3 separate regions of the Mus musculus genome follow, and regions 1 and 2 are each linked to region 3. The links are chromatin contacts, called in public HiChIP or PLAC-seq maps. All regions are on one chromosome and are shown on one strand. Each heading gives the region's core, a stretch centred on a gene start, on an enhancer-like site or on the middle of the called end of the contact. The rest is flanking DNA. Distances are from core to core; before and after follow the strand shown.

The links. HiChIP or PLAC-seq counts read pairs in DNA pulled down with a chosen protein or histone mark.
Region 1: an H3K27ac HiChIP or PLAC-seq map of embryonic stem cells shows a contact between it and region 3, with 8 read pairs. The contact joins the enhancer-like site here to the promoter of Ccdc171 in region 3. A contact is called at or near these places in 2 of 39 promoter capture datasets (the C10 cell line and hippocampal neurons), 1 of 15 datasets of contacts at CTCF or cohesin (the NIH/3T3 cell line), 9 of 484 Hi-C or Micro-C datasets (the HPC-7 cell line, Sertoli cells, Th1 cells and 4 more), 12 of 115 datasets of contacts at active chromatin or transcription factors (bone marrow-derived macrophages, embryonic stem cells, heart atrium and 2 more) and 3 of 9 other capture datasets (adipose tissue, liver and pancreatic islet).
Region 2: a contact with region 3 is called in an H3K27ac HiChIP or PLAC-seq map of embryonic stem cells, with 5 times the contacts expected there. The contact joins the promoter of Frem1 here to the promoter of Ccdc171 in region 3. A contact is called at or near these places in 1 of 39 promoter capture datasets (cranial neural crest) and 1 of 115 datasets of contacts at active chromatin or transcription factors (embryonic stem cells).

The regions. Positions count from the first base shown.
Region 1 is chr4:83,256,038-83,260,304 of GRCm38.p6, reverse strand. It overlaps Ttc39b (tetratricopeptide repeat domain 39B), which reads left to right. Exons shown (of 20, transcript NM_027238.2): 7 at 4,193-4,260. Among named protein-coding and RNA genes, the nearest start is that of Gm42307, 26 kb to the left of the region's middle. Within about 2 kb of position 2,619, at least 26 of the 459 cell types and tissues checked have an H3K27ac peak or open chromatin away from gene starts, as enhancers often do. A contact at or near this core is called in embryonic stem cells and liver, where this site is marked.
Region 2 is chr4:83,050,217-83,054,198 of GRCm38.p6, reverse strand. Frem1 (Fras1 related extracellular matrix protein 1) reads left to right here and starts at 2,033. Exons shown (of 37, transcript NM_001198811.2): 1 at 2,033-2,298.
Region 3 is chr4:83,523,975-83,527,949 of GRCm38.p6, reverse strand. It overlaps Ccdc171 (coiled-coil domain containing 171), which reads right to left and starts at 2,405. Exons shown (of 26, transcript NM_001355378.1): 1 at 2,180-2,405. It overlaps Gm25899 (a small nuclear RNA gene), which reads left to right and starts at 182; the gene lies at 182-322.

The sequences.
Region 1 (4,267 bases), core at 1,370-3,869, 270 kb after region 3:
TATTGATAGGTATTGGCATTTTCCCCCCTCAAACTATATTCAACTATCGTTGGAGGGTTTCATTTTCTACAGACTATTAATGTTTTTCCAAGGTGAAAGTACTGTTTTGTTTTTCAGACAGGGTCTTCCTATGGGTTCCACCCTGGTCTGAATTCACTCTGTAGACCAGGCTGACCTTGAACTCACAGAGATCCACCTGTCTCTGTCTCCCAAGTGCTGAGATTAAAGGTGTATCTGGATAAAGTTTATACCTTGAAGTGACAGTGCTCGTCTACATAGCTGATGAAGATGTTTGGCTTGTGGGCTTTAAGAATAATCAGGAGTCCAGGAAAGCACTCAGCCAGATAGCTGGGAGGAACATCATCACCCATTGTTCCCTATTCCCTCTAAGATGAGGGGAGAAGTAGCCCTAATCAGCCCTCAACAGAAGGGTGCGTCATCACCAGGGGGCATCCAGGGACTCTAGTGTCACTTTCAAGCCTGTGTTTTGGAAGAGATGATTAGTGCAAACCCTGGAGCAGCTGCGGTTTGGGGAAGCGAGCACAGCTCTGGGGATGGCTGTCAAGGCAGGACAGACCTAATGTCAAGTGGACACTGCACACACCTGGAGAGAGATTTACCATGGGGCTCCGTTTGTCCTGTAGGAGTGTTGTCAGCTTGTTTGGGCCATTGGAGAAGTTAGTGATGTGAGCTCTCAGTGTTGATCACAGGACAGGACTGTGACACGTCCCTTGTGTTTAGGACTTACTAGAAAAGAGTATTGACTCAACCATGGCAGAAACTGATGGTATTTTGTTGGTTACTGTCAGCAGTTGAAACCTATCTTCTTTTTCATCAGAAACTGATCTCCGAGCATCCCTAAGAACAAGAGCTGGTACTGGGAGGCCTAAAGTGTTTCCGAGACAATCCATGAGACTGAACTGGCCCCAGTATGACTTGCATTGCCTTTTCCTTCCTGGGAACCCCATGTGACTCCTTCCCTGGTCCATTGGTGACTGCTTCCCTTTTTCTTTGTGGTGTGAAGGTGACACTGGAGAGTTTTAAACCTTAGTTTTAAGAGGAATGACATGGTATTTTTGGTGTGAGAATAAATAATTCTAAAACATGTTAATGCTCTATTTTTTTTTGAAGTGTTCTCTGTGTGCCAGGCACCCTCTTGGTGCATTCCTTAGCATTATCCCCCTCTCCCCCTTTTGTGTTTAACTGATGTCCACAGAGAGAAAGGCCAAGGTGATCCAGCTGTCAGAGCAGCATGGGAACTGGTCTGCTTTTCCTAAACCACTGCTCTTCCGCTGTCCCCATGTTCTCCCGTGGAGGGCTGGGAAACACCTTACATGGCTGATGGATCACGTGTGGAAAGTCAGCGATGCTGTGCTCTGGTTTCCCCTTGTTGCCTTTAAACAGAGCAAGTTAGGAAATCTGGACTTTCCACTAAATATTGAAAAATTAACTGGCCCATGTCTGTAGCTTATTCTGAACTATAAATATCTTTAGATTAGTACAAAAAGGATGTTTAGCTAGCTTTTTGAGTGCACCATGAATTTTTTCATGGACTAAGGAATTTACAATTAAGGTGTATGTTGGTGAAGAAATTACTCAGTGTAAATCAGTCACAGTGAAGGAATAAAGCGAAATACATGAAGTTCCATCTTATTTCCAGTGTTTTTGCTTCTGAGGGCATCCTAAACAGACTTTTAAGTTTGAAGGGTGTTTTAGTTTGCTTTCAATTGGTGTGACAAACACCCTGACCAAAATCAAGATGGGGAGGATGCATTACAGTCCCTTATCAGGGGAAGCTGAGGCAGGAACTAAAACCACCCAGGACCACCTGCTGGGCCAATCATCCATCAAGAAAATGCTCCGCAGACTGGCCTATAGGCAGCCTGATGGAGGTTAGTTTCTCCCATTGAGTTTCTTCTCTCTAGATAACTAATTTATGATAGGTTGGCAAAAACCAAACCAGAACAACAGGGCACGGCAGCACACTGTCGCTTTAGTATAGGATTTGTTTTCCTGTTGGTAATTTTTGTTTGCATGGTCCAGTTTCTCTCTGTGTTCAGGAATGAGTATCTCCATGGCGGTTTTCATGGACCTGGTGTGGAACACTCTTGCTCCTCTCCTCCCATGACTGGTGGCTGGTGCTGAACAGCTCATTTCAGAGAGTGCGATGCTTAAGTGAGGTGCAGAGCTTGGAATGTGGGAAGAGAGTCGGTAGGGAGAATACTTACACGGGAATTACAGAGTCCAGACTCTCCCTGCTTTGTCTCATATCCTTTGTATTATTGGATACCAAAGTCTGTCTGTCTTTGGTTTAGTCGCCCTTCTGCTCAGGCCTTGATGAGGACCTGCTGTTTAGCCCACCGCCAACTGTAGCCTTCGGCACTGCCCCTGTGCCAGCCTGCTGCCTTCTCCTCCCCTCCCCTCAGGAACCTCATGCTATAGCCAGAGGCTCCCCATTGCCCCTTTGGGAGGGCGCCTGCACTTTCTTGCCTTCTATCTTCTGGTCCTCAACCAGTGCTGACCTTTCCCTTCCCCTCTCCTGCCCCAGGCCAGTCATCTGTTCTCAAGGTGGCATTGGCATTGATAACCCCAGGCGGTTGTCACTTTGTAGCAGTTACCCAGTGTAGCTGTCCAGCGGCCATGGGTGAACTGGGTTTACCTGAAAGCGGGGCTGGAAATGAAAGGACGGGTATGAGAGAAGGGCGAAGCCAAGTCAAAGGTTCAGAGCTTGGCTCAAAGTTTAATTCTGCAGCACCAAACCCATCTTTTGTTTCAGCTGGATTATGTTGCAAAGTAAGCTCAGCGGGCAGTCTATTCCTCTGAATTCCTGTAGGAAGTTGCAGGTGCAGCAAGGAGGACGACTCCACCTAGGTCAGAAAGCCCACTGTGGCACACACTCAAGATCTGTTTAGCCTGCTCAAAAGGCTGGGCGAGGGAAGGGCATAACCTAGGACTCGGCTAGTCAGGTGGTGAAAATCATCTGCTAGTTGGCATTCCTGTGAAGGTCCTGAAAACCCAGAGGCATACTCTGAGGGAAGGCGTCCTGGAGACTGGATCGTGACTGGTGGCAGTGCCAGGATGCACACAGACAACACCGTGTCCTGGTGGTGTCTTCTACCCCATCTCCCTGCCTGTTTCTGAGGAACTTAGCTGCATAGTACTTTTCACAAATTGAACATTTAAGTTGAGTCAGTATGAGAGAGCCCGTGGGCCATGTGTGTGTAAATGAAGGAAAACCTCTATTTTATCTAGTTTGGCCAGCAGTGTTCCCAGTGACGCAGATTGCCTCCTGTTGCGTCAGCACTTGAATTAAAAAGGCCCTGTGCCGCCTTCTGAACCTTAACCAAGAAGCACAGACTCGGGCCAAAAACAATAATGGTCAGAGTTGCCAGCATTCATCAAGGCTGATTGTGTGCGCGCGCGCGTGTCTGATAAGCGCTACAGGCAATACTCATTTAATCCATGGTTGCAAAGTAGAAGCATTATTACTGGACCATATAAATGAGGAGACCAGCAGAGAGGAAAGGCAGGCCTGAGCAGTACCCTGTACTAGCATGAAGCAGAATCTTCCCTCCAAGCTCAAATAACACACCAATTTCCACAGACAGCAGAGGCCCCGTGGTGTCCTCTACTCCATGGAGATAGGAATCTGATGGTTTTGTTCATGTAGAAACATAAAATTCTCTCTCTCTCTGATCTCTGCAAATACAGCAGACTGTCCAGGACACCAGGACATGTTGGGTGGTGCATATGTCGCTGGGCTGGCCTGGCTCTGGTAATTCCTTTTTGTGAGCACACATGGGTTCAGGGGTGATTCATGCCTATAGTACCAAGAGGCTGAGGCAGGAGGATTGCCGTGAGTTGAAGGACAGTCTGGACTACAACTAGTACTGCTTGGGCTCCAAGTGAGACCCTGTTCAGACAAACAGTCGGTTTCCTCCTCTTCTCGAGCCTCTCTCTGCTGGTAATGTTAGCTGGAGGTGAAGATGACCTTAACCATTCACACGATCCAGGCTTATCCAGGAACAGGCCATCCTGTTTCTCTGGAAGCATGGATGCCATCTCGGCTTTTGCGTCTTTCTTGGGCTTATCTATCTTCCACGATTTTCAGAATGTTTTAAAACAATACTGTTTCTTAATATCAATGTATTTGTTTTTAATAGAGTAATATCAATGTATTTGTTTTTAATAGAGGAGATGCATGCTGAGATCTGTTACGCCGAGTGTCTCCTACAGAAAGCAGCACTCACATTTGTGCAGGTAATAA
Region 2 (3,982 bases), core at 784-3,283, 470 kb after region 3:
CCACAAGTCCTGTTTGGCCCCAGTGTTAGGAAAAGCACACACATACAAGCACATACAGGATAGCTACCCCTCCCCCCGCCCCCAAGTGGGTTCTGCATCTCAACCATTAGCATCTAAACCGGTCTTCATTTCTTCTGGTGGTGAGCTCTTCACAACCTGGAAACTTTCCAAGAGTAACCTGCCATGCTCCTTCTCCATCACCACGGTGGCCTGCCTTCCTGCCCTTTCCGTGAGCATACGTGTGCTACCTTGTTTCTGTGCTTGCATTTTTTCATGTTTATTATCTTGCATTTGTTTTTGTATTTATGTTTATTACAGTGTATTTGTCGTGGTATTTTGCATTGTTTTGTATTTGTTCATGTTTATTACCATGTTTTTGTATTGTATTTGTGTTTATTACCTTGTATTTGTATTTTTTTTTTGTATTGTGTTTAGGTATATTGCTTTGATTTTGTTTTTGTCTTGTTTTTGTTTACTACTTTGTATTTGTATTTCATATTAGATTTGTTTATATTTATTACCTTGTATTTGCTTTTGCATTGTACTTGTGTCTGTTCATAGCGCTAACCTTATGGCTTTCTTCTTCTTTTTTTTTTTTTCTGAGACAGGGTTTCTCTGTGTAGCCCTGGCTGTCCTGGTACTCACTGTAGACCAGGCTGGCCTCAAACTCAGAAATTCGCCTGCCTCTGCCTCCCGAGTGCTGGGATTAAAGGCCTGTGCCTGGCTAGCGCTCATTATAAGGAGCCTGCTTACTCCTCAAGTTCTCCCCACCCACACTCACCGCACTGCAGTGGAAGCAAAGGCGTCTTGAAGGATCTCAGCGACTTCCTGCCAAGTGTGCGCTGCACCTGCGTTAAGGAAGTCTCTACAAAGCATGGTTTACAAAGCAAAAGAATTGCTAAATTTTAAAATTCTTTTCCTCTTTATTGGCCTTCCCTATCCCTCCCTTGCCCTTCTGCTCTGTAATTTCCTCCTTCTTTTCTACCCTGCTTCCCAACTTGGGAAGACTGGTAGTGTTGTCAGAACATCCATGTGGAATTGGACCGATCTATTCTGTCATAATAAACAGCGCGGTTCATGATTGCCTTGTGGATCATATATCTCATGTGCCTCGTGTCCGTTCTTTCCCATACCCTCTCTTGTCTCCCTACCCCCATCCTCAAACCACCCCTTGTGTTGAGTCTTTTGGGTTTGCATTCCCCTGCGCTTTGGGCTAAGTTTTCAACAAGTCTCCTCATGCTGTTTCCCCTAGCGAGGTCCTGCTCCAACTTCTCAAGGATGGCTGCTTGAGACTGCTTTTCCTTCTGGTAGAAATAAAATAGAGGGAAGCAGTATCTTATACAGTTGTTAAGCAACTAGCCAAAAGAATCATTATCAAGAGGGTATCTCTTGATGCAGACCTGAACTGACAGACAGATGAAATACTTCATAAATGAAGAGCTAAGTGGTTTCTATTACAAGTTAGACTCGTAGAGTCTAGATTCATTCTTGCGTCTTTTCCTTTAAAGAGTATGAGAAAAGTTCAAGAGGGCCAGCCCCCTCCCCCACCCCTTCTCAAAGCTGAGTGTGACCTCTGAATGTGAATATGGACCTTTTGGAGCTGGGGCCGCTTCCATGAAAAAAGGGCGCAAGGAAAGGTGTGTTTGCAGAGTCGGTGTGTGTACGTGTTCGTGCAGCAAGAGGCTTTGTGCACGGGTGTCAGAGTGAATCCCTGCCTCTGTGTGTGTGTGTGTGTGTGTGTGTGTGTGTGTGTGTGTGTGTGTGTGTGTGCTGCTGTCGGGAGAGACTGCCTCAGCTCAGCCAGTGTTAATACTGAGGAAGGAAGCTGGGAAGAAAGCACCCGACCTATTAACAAAGGCTCAGTTTTGTCCCCGCTGACCAACCAGCAGAAGGGATGGGAGCTGAGGCTCCCCGCCAGGGAGGTCGGGCTCCCTGCAAACAGTTGCAGGCATCCTTGCCACGCCTTCCTTAACACGCCCTTCTCTGGGGGAGTCCAGAAACTTGGCACTGGGGAAGTTAAGTTTTCAGCGCCACAGCGGCATTGGAGGAGACCTGCAAACAGTGTGTTTGGGAACTCCAATTCTCTACCTATTTGTTTGTGCGGGTTAAAGGATTTTTAGCACAAACAAAGCCTAAACTCAGCTGACTAGAACGACTGGAATTTCAGCTCTCCTCCTTGGATGGGATGTTTTAGCTTCCTCTTCCTCTGACAACTCTTTAAGGCTGTTACCAGGTTAGCATCCAGCCCTCTACTTCCAAGGGTGGCCAGCCCTTGGCTCGGAAAGAAAACCAGGAACTGTAAGTACCTGCTTCCCGCGGTTGTTGGCTCTCAGCTGTGAAGGCTCTGTTAGCAAAGTGTCCCAGAGGTGGGCAGCTGTGAGCGGCAGTGAGAGAAGGCTGCCTGGCAGCTTGCAAAACTTTAAATCTGTTAACTCAGAAGGCCGGCGCTTGCATGTTACCAAACCAAATACCAGGGATGGAATTGGCCTCCCTGCCTCCACATAACTTCTGATTCCACCCGCAGGGGCACTCATCAAGGGAATAACCGCTTTACATTTCTGTGAAAATTTCCCTGAAGTTAGAATATTTATTTTCTCTTAGCTAAAGGAAATGGCAAAAAGAGAAGAGGTAAAATTAACAGGACAGATAATATCCCGAGGGTCTAAAGATCTAGAGCATGGGTGGTCTCTGGGAACCTTTGCAGGGCCTAATTACATTCGCTGTTTTAAAGTGTGAGCCTTGGTTTGTAGCGAGGAAAGGCAAAGAGTCATTGTTCTGAGGTTCGCTTGGTGTTTAGGCTGAGCTGTGGTCCAGAGGCTTCAGTGTTGCAGTAAGTAAATAATTGGGGGGCAGTTTCCTTTCGGGTCACAGAAATCGCTCTCAAGCCATTTAGCTTTAGTTTCTGGGTTCTGTTTTGTTTTGTTTACTCTAGCATTCGGTGCTGATGAATGATGGACGTTACACAGCTTAGAGCATCTCCAGGGCTAGTTAGTGTTTGTGGGTGGGAGGGAATGTTGCTGGAGAGATTAACCTTTTCAGGGCTGCTTTGCAGACCCAAGGGGAGACCCAGCTGCTCCTCAAGCTTCGGCTCTGCAAGATCACGACCTTCCTGGATCTTCCAAAGCTTGAGAAGTTTCCTGTTAGCATCTCCGTGTGCCTGTCCACGGGATAAAAGGACTTACTCTTCATTCTGGATCCTCAAAACTTAATGAAGATAGGATCTAGGCTAGTTGGGTCATTCGTCTGCAGGAGGATCACAAGTTCAAGGCTAGCTTGGGGAACATAGATAGCAACACTTTCTTAGGAGGAGAGAGAGAGAGAGAGAGAGAGAGAGAGAGAGAGAGAGAGAGAGAGAGAGAGAGGCTGACTTCTTTGAAACTTGGTGAGAAGACAGATTTTTAACTGCTACCATCAAAGGTTTTTAGACTCAATATGGGGCCAGGAATCTCCTCTGGTCAGGTCAATCTGATATAGGTGACACAGCACTTGAGTCAGCATTCTGCATACTGTTCCCGGCAGTTAAGTTCTTGTCAGGCACTTGGTTAATATCAGACTTCATGTCCAAGTACTAAGCCTGAGCTTAAGCTGATGCTGAACAGGCCTTGGGTGCAACCTAAACTTGCGTTCTTGCCTGTCAAGCCCGGGCTTTCTAACCAGATTTCTCACCTCCTTTCCCCTTGGTCTACCTCTCCGTTGCCATGAGTGAAGTGATTTGTGTGTGGGTCATGGGATACCACATTCTTAGGTGTTGGGCTGTACAGCCTGCCTGCAGCCTCACAGCTAAGCTAGGGTGGTCTTGGAAACTTTCCTTCTGGGGGTGCTATTCACCCCCTGGGGATGCTGTGATACTGTGAGGCTGTGACGCAAGCTGGGCTGAAGGAAGCTGGGTTTCTTGGAAGAGTGCTGGAGCCTATTCCTAGAAACTGAGTTTGTCTTAGGCCAACTCTCAGTGACTGAACATGAAGTGGCATGCTGCAGCCTT
Region 3 (3,975 bases), core at 1,156-3,655:
AGAGAAGAGAAGAGAAGAGAAGAGAAGAGAAGAAGCAGTTAGGGATAATACAAGTCCCTGAATAGGGAAATATCCAAGTTCTTTTCCCAGAACCATAAAAAAGACAGACAACTCAAGCAAGGTAAAAAATAAATAAATAAATAATTAAATAATTAAACCACACTTGAAGAAAACTTTCCTTAGCTTTGCGAATTGGCTGTATTGTAGTCCATGAGGTTTATCCGAGGCGCAATTATTGCTAATTGAAAACTTTTCCCAATACCCTGCCATGATGACTTGAAATAAAGTCGGCATTGGCAATTTTTGACAGTCTCTACTGAGACTGAATAAAAAGGAAAAAAAAGGAAAAAAAAAAACTTTCCTTAAAGAACAAATTTTACCCCACATTTTGCAAAAGCAAAGTGGGTGCATCACCCCAGCCTTTTCCGACTCATTGGCCATCTTAGCACGAGTTTTCCTACCCTTCAAGCCCTCTTCTGTCCCTTCGCCGCATGCTCACCTCTCAGTCACACAGCTCAGAGAGAAAGGGGCTGGATGAAGAGTCAGGGCCCAGTATGGAACACTTACTATGTGCCACACACGCAACTAACTACGCATGCTTGATCCCACCATCCATCCCTTAATCTCCAGAGACTATTTGCCCATTTCACAGACGGGAAAACTGGGTTTCCCAGAGATTGAATGATTTGTACCAAGATACTCACTACAAGAATTAAAAGTCATACTCACATCTTGATGACTTCTAATGATTCTGTACCAAGAAAACATGCTTATCTGGAACCGCCTATGCCTCTCTGGGCGCACAGCCTAGCTTCTCCTGCCCACCCCCACCCCACCCCCGCCCCTTTAAACTGATGAACACCAACTCACCAACAAGCATCAGGTTTCATCAACTATTTAAGTCAGCCCCTCGACCCTTTCCGCTCTTGTTTAAAGATGAAAGGAATGCAACCTGTGTCACAGCACTTCCACTACCTTCTCAGTTTGGGTGTCTAACCAAATGCTATTTTTTTTTTTCTTTACTCATCGAGAGGAAAGGGCTTGATTCCCTAACACTAAATCCACTTTTTTTTTTTTTTTTTTTTTGTCTATGCAGCTTTGCATTCATTAGTCGTGACACCTGTGTGGGACTATCAGCAGTTACACGGTTCATTTGGCAAGGGGGCACTTCAGAGCTGAGTGCAGCTCAAATAGCAGAACACTTTTGTGCCCATGATTCTTGTTCAGTCTCAACCACCTTTCATCCCATCTCTGAAAAAAGAAGAGAGGTGAAGGAGATGTGTGATTCTGTCCATAAAACACGCCTAAGACAAAGAAACTCAAACAAACAAAAAGTAAACGGAGCCTGAAAGACTAAGCCCACTCTGCTTATTTGACATAAAGAACCTAAGGTCCAGGCGACAGGTGATTTGCCTGTCACAGCTAATAAATGGCTGAGCCAGGATTTACACACAAGCTCCAAGCTAAAACAGCCGCCTTCACTTTCCCTAGAATCCCGCTGCACTGCCTGCATTCCTCTGCCTTTAACTGGAAAGGATTGCATTTCCGGCTCTATCACAGTTTGGTCGTTACTAAGCACTGATAAATACAAATAACAAAACGGTAGTTTCATTTCTCCAATACTAGGAAAAGTATAAAACATCAACGTGCAAAATCTTAGAAGCTGTTTGATATCGTCTCTAAGTTATGTATTTGATTAATATGAATATCGTAAATGATTAAAAAGTCAAAGGGGGGGGGGTGTGTGCTTGTACGCAAAATTCAGCTTTAAACTCACAGCTGACTTTTCTAAGTCCCAAGGTGGGTGGTAGGCAGAAGTTGCATAACTCATTGTTTTGCTTATCAAACGTTTGTAGGGTGCCTAAAGTGTGGTAGGCATTTAAATAAAATGAAGGTAAAACACGAAAAAAAAAAAAGTGATCCTTGGGTACTGATCCCAAAGAGCTCCGAGGACTCTAGTCCCCACCGGTCCTCGGAGTACAGCGAAGATGCTCGGCTTCCTCAAGGTGGGCGGAGAGCCCTGGCCATTGAGCTGGAGGCTGGAGGCTGGAGGCTGAGCTGGAGGCGTGTCAGCACCAGCTAGCAGCCCTCAGCCGGGTCCTCTCTGCAAGCCCAGTCTCCTCTCAGCACCTCCCGGTCCCGGGCGCCAGTCACCATTGCACCCACAGCCCGCAGTTACCTCGGACTCGCGTGGTCCAGCCTGCACACCCACGACCCCCAGGCAGCTTCAGGTCTCGGGGTGAGTGGGAGGTCAGGCAACTCTCAGGAGAAAGAGTGACAACTGGGGAAAGCCGATGGACTCTAGGGCCAGGATGGAGAAAGTCTACGAGGTGAAGTTTACAACGGCCACTTCCGGGGGCCCGGAACACGCGACGAGGCTCTGGGCAGCCGCGACTTTCTCCGCCTCCCTGGCCCCGCCCCGGCAGGCCCGCCCCTCGCCTCCGCGTCCCCAGCGTCCCGCCCGCCGCCCGAGCCCCAGCTCCAGGATACGCGCGTACTCAGAGAACGCGGGCTCGCGCTGGAAGAGAAGCGCCGGCCCGCAACCGCGCGCGCTCCCGCGGCAGGCGGGGTATATTGCGCATGCGCCAGGGGTGGGGTACGCGTGCGCAAAGCACACGGGTGGCTCGGGGCCGCGTTCCACCCCATGCGCGCTCCAGCGCCGGCATGCTGTGCCTTCTCCTTGTTTCAGAACTCCCGCAACCGAGTGGCGTGCACATTTCCAGCCTCGGAAAAGGGCAGCAGCCTGTTCCTGCTCTGTAAACGTCTTCTTAGCTGGCTCTCGGCCCGAGAAACCCGCTAGGACCGCGGCCGATGCCAGGGTCCCCAGGGAGAGTGCCTGGGCTTCGGCACAGGTGGCAGACTCTCAGCGCCCTCCTCCTGCAGTCTCCTCCTCCCATCGATTTCTTTTGTATTTTGGCTTGGGTGGATAGAATGTAGGTCGGTGCTCTGATGCTGCTGAGCGTCTTTGATTACAAATAATGCAGAACCGGATTCATTGGCAAATAAGGCCTTGGAGCCTCGCCTTGAGCTCCATCTCTGCTAGATTTCAGCCCCTCCCCCTCCTCGCCCACAATTTATAAAGAGCTTTGGTTCGCCCTGTAGCCGCTTCAGAGGATTGGAAAAGCAAATCCTCTTTTGTTCCTTGGCTTTTGAAAGCCTATTCCCTAAAGAACAATGCGAAATGGCAGGATTTTGATGAAAGGTTTTTATCCCTGCCGCCACTACCTTCTTTCCACAAGTGTTCATACAAAATGAGCCTTTTATGCTAAACTTGTCCGGGGTTGGTTGTAATCAGCCTGAACCAGGTGTTGGGGTTCTCGCCTGCTCTCGCTCTGGAAAGTTAACAGTCCTAAGAGCAAATAGATTAAAACTTTGGTTCTTGCACTGCTGAGAAACTTTAATTGGTTTGAGGTCAGTTGTTTGGTTTTTAAAAGGTTTTCCTTGCTTCTTAAGGCTTTAGCCAGAAGAGATAACTGCTTCGAAAACAAACTGAAGGAAACAAAAGTAGCCCTCTCTACTTAGGAATCAAATGGAGAATTACAATAAATAAGATTACATTCACCACCACCATGGGTTTCTCTGTGTGGCCTGACAGTCCTGGAAGATGAGAGTTTTTTTTTAAATTGTATACGGCTTAGTTTTGTTATTTGAAAGATTTTTGTTTGGAGGGAAGTGATTTTGTTGTTGTTTTGCTTTCTTGGTTTTGTCTGGGTGGGGTTTTTTAATTCCCTATGTAGCCCAATCAGGCCCCAAATTCTGGATCCCCTGCCATAGCCTCCGGAACACTGGGGTTACAAATCATGGGCCACACACACACATCAGCTCATCGTGTTTTAGGAACATCACAGAAGGGAGTGTTACATTGCAAACATAACTGATCTATTACATTGTACACTTTTTAAAGAAAAGCTGCTTGACATGAATCCTTACAAAGTTCATTTACTCTGTCTTTAGCATGCGTAGAGTACAGCACAT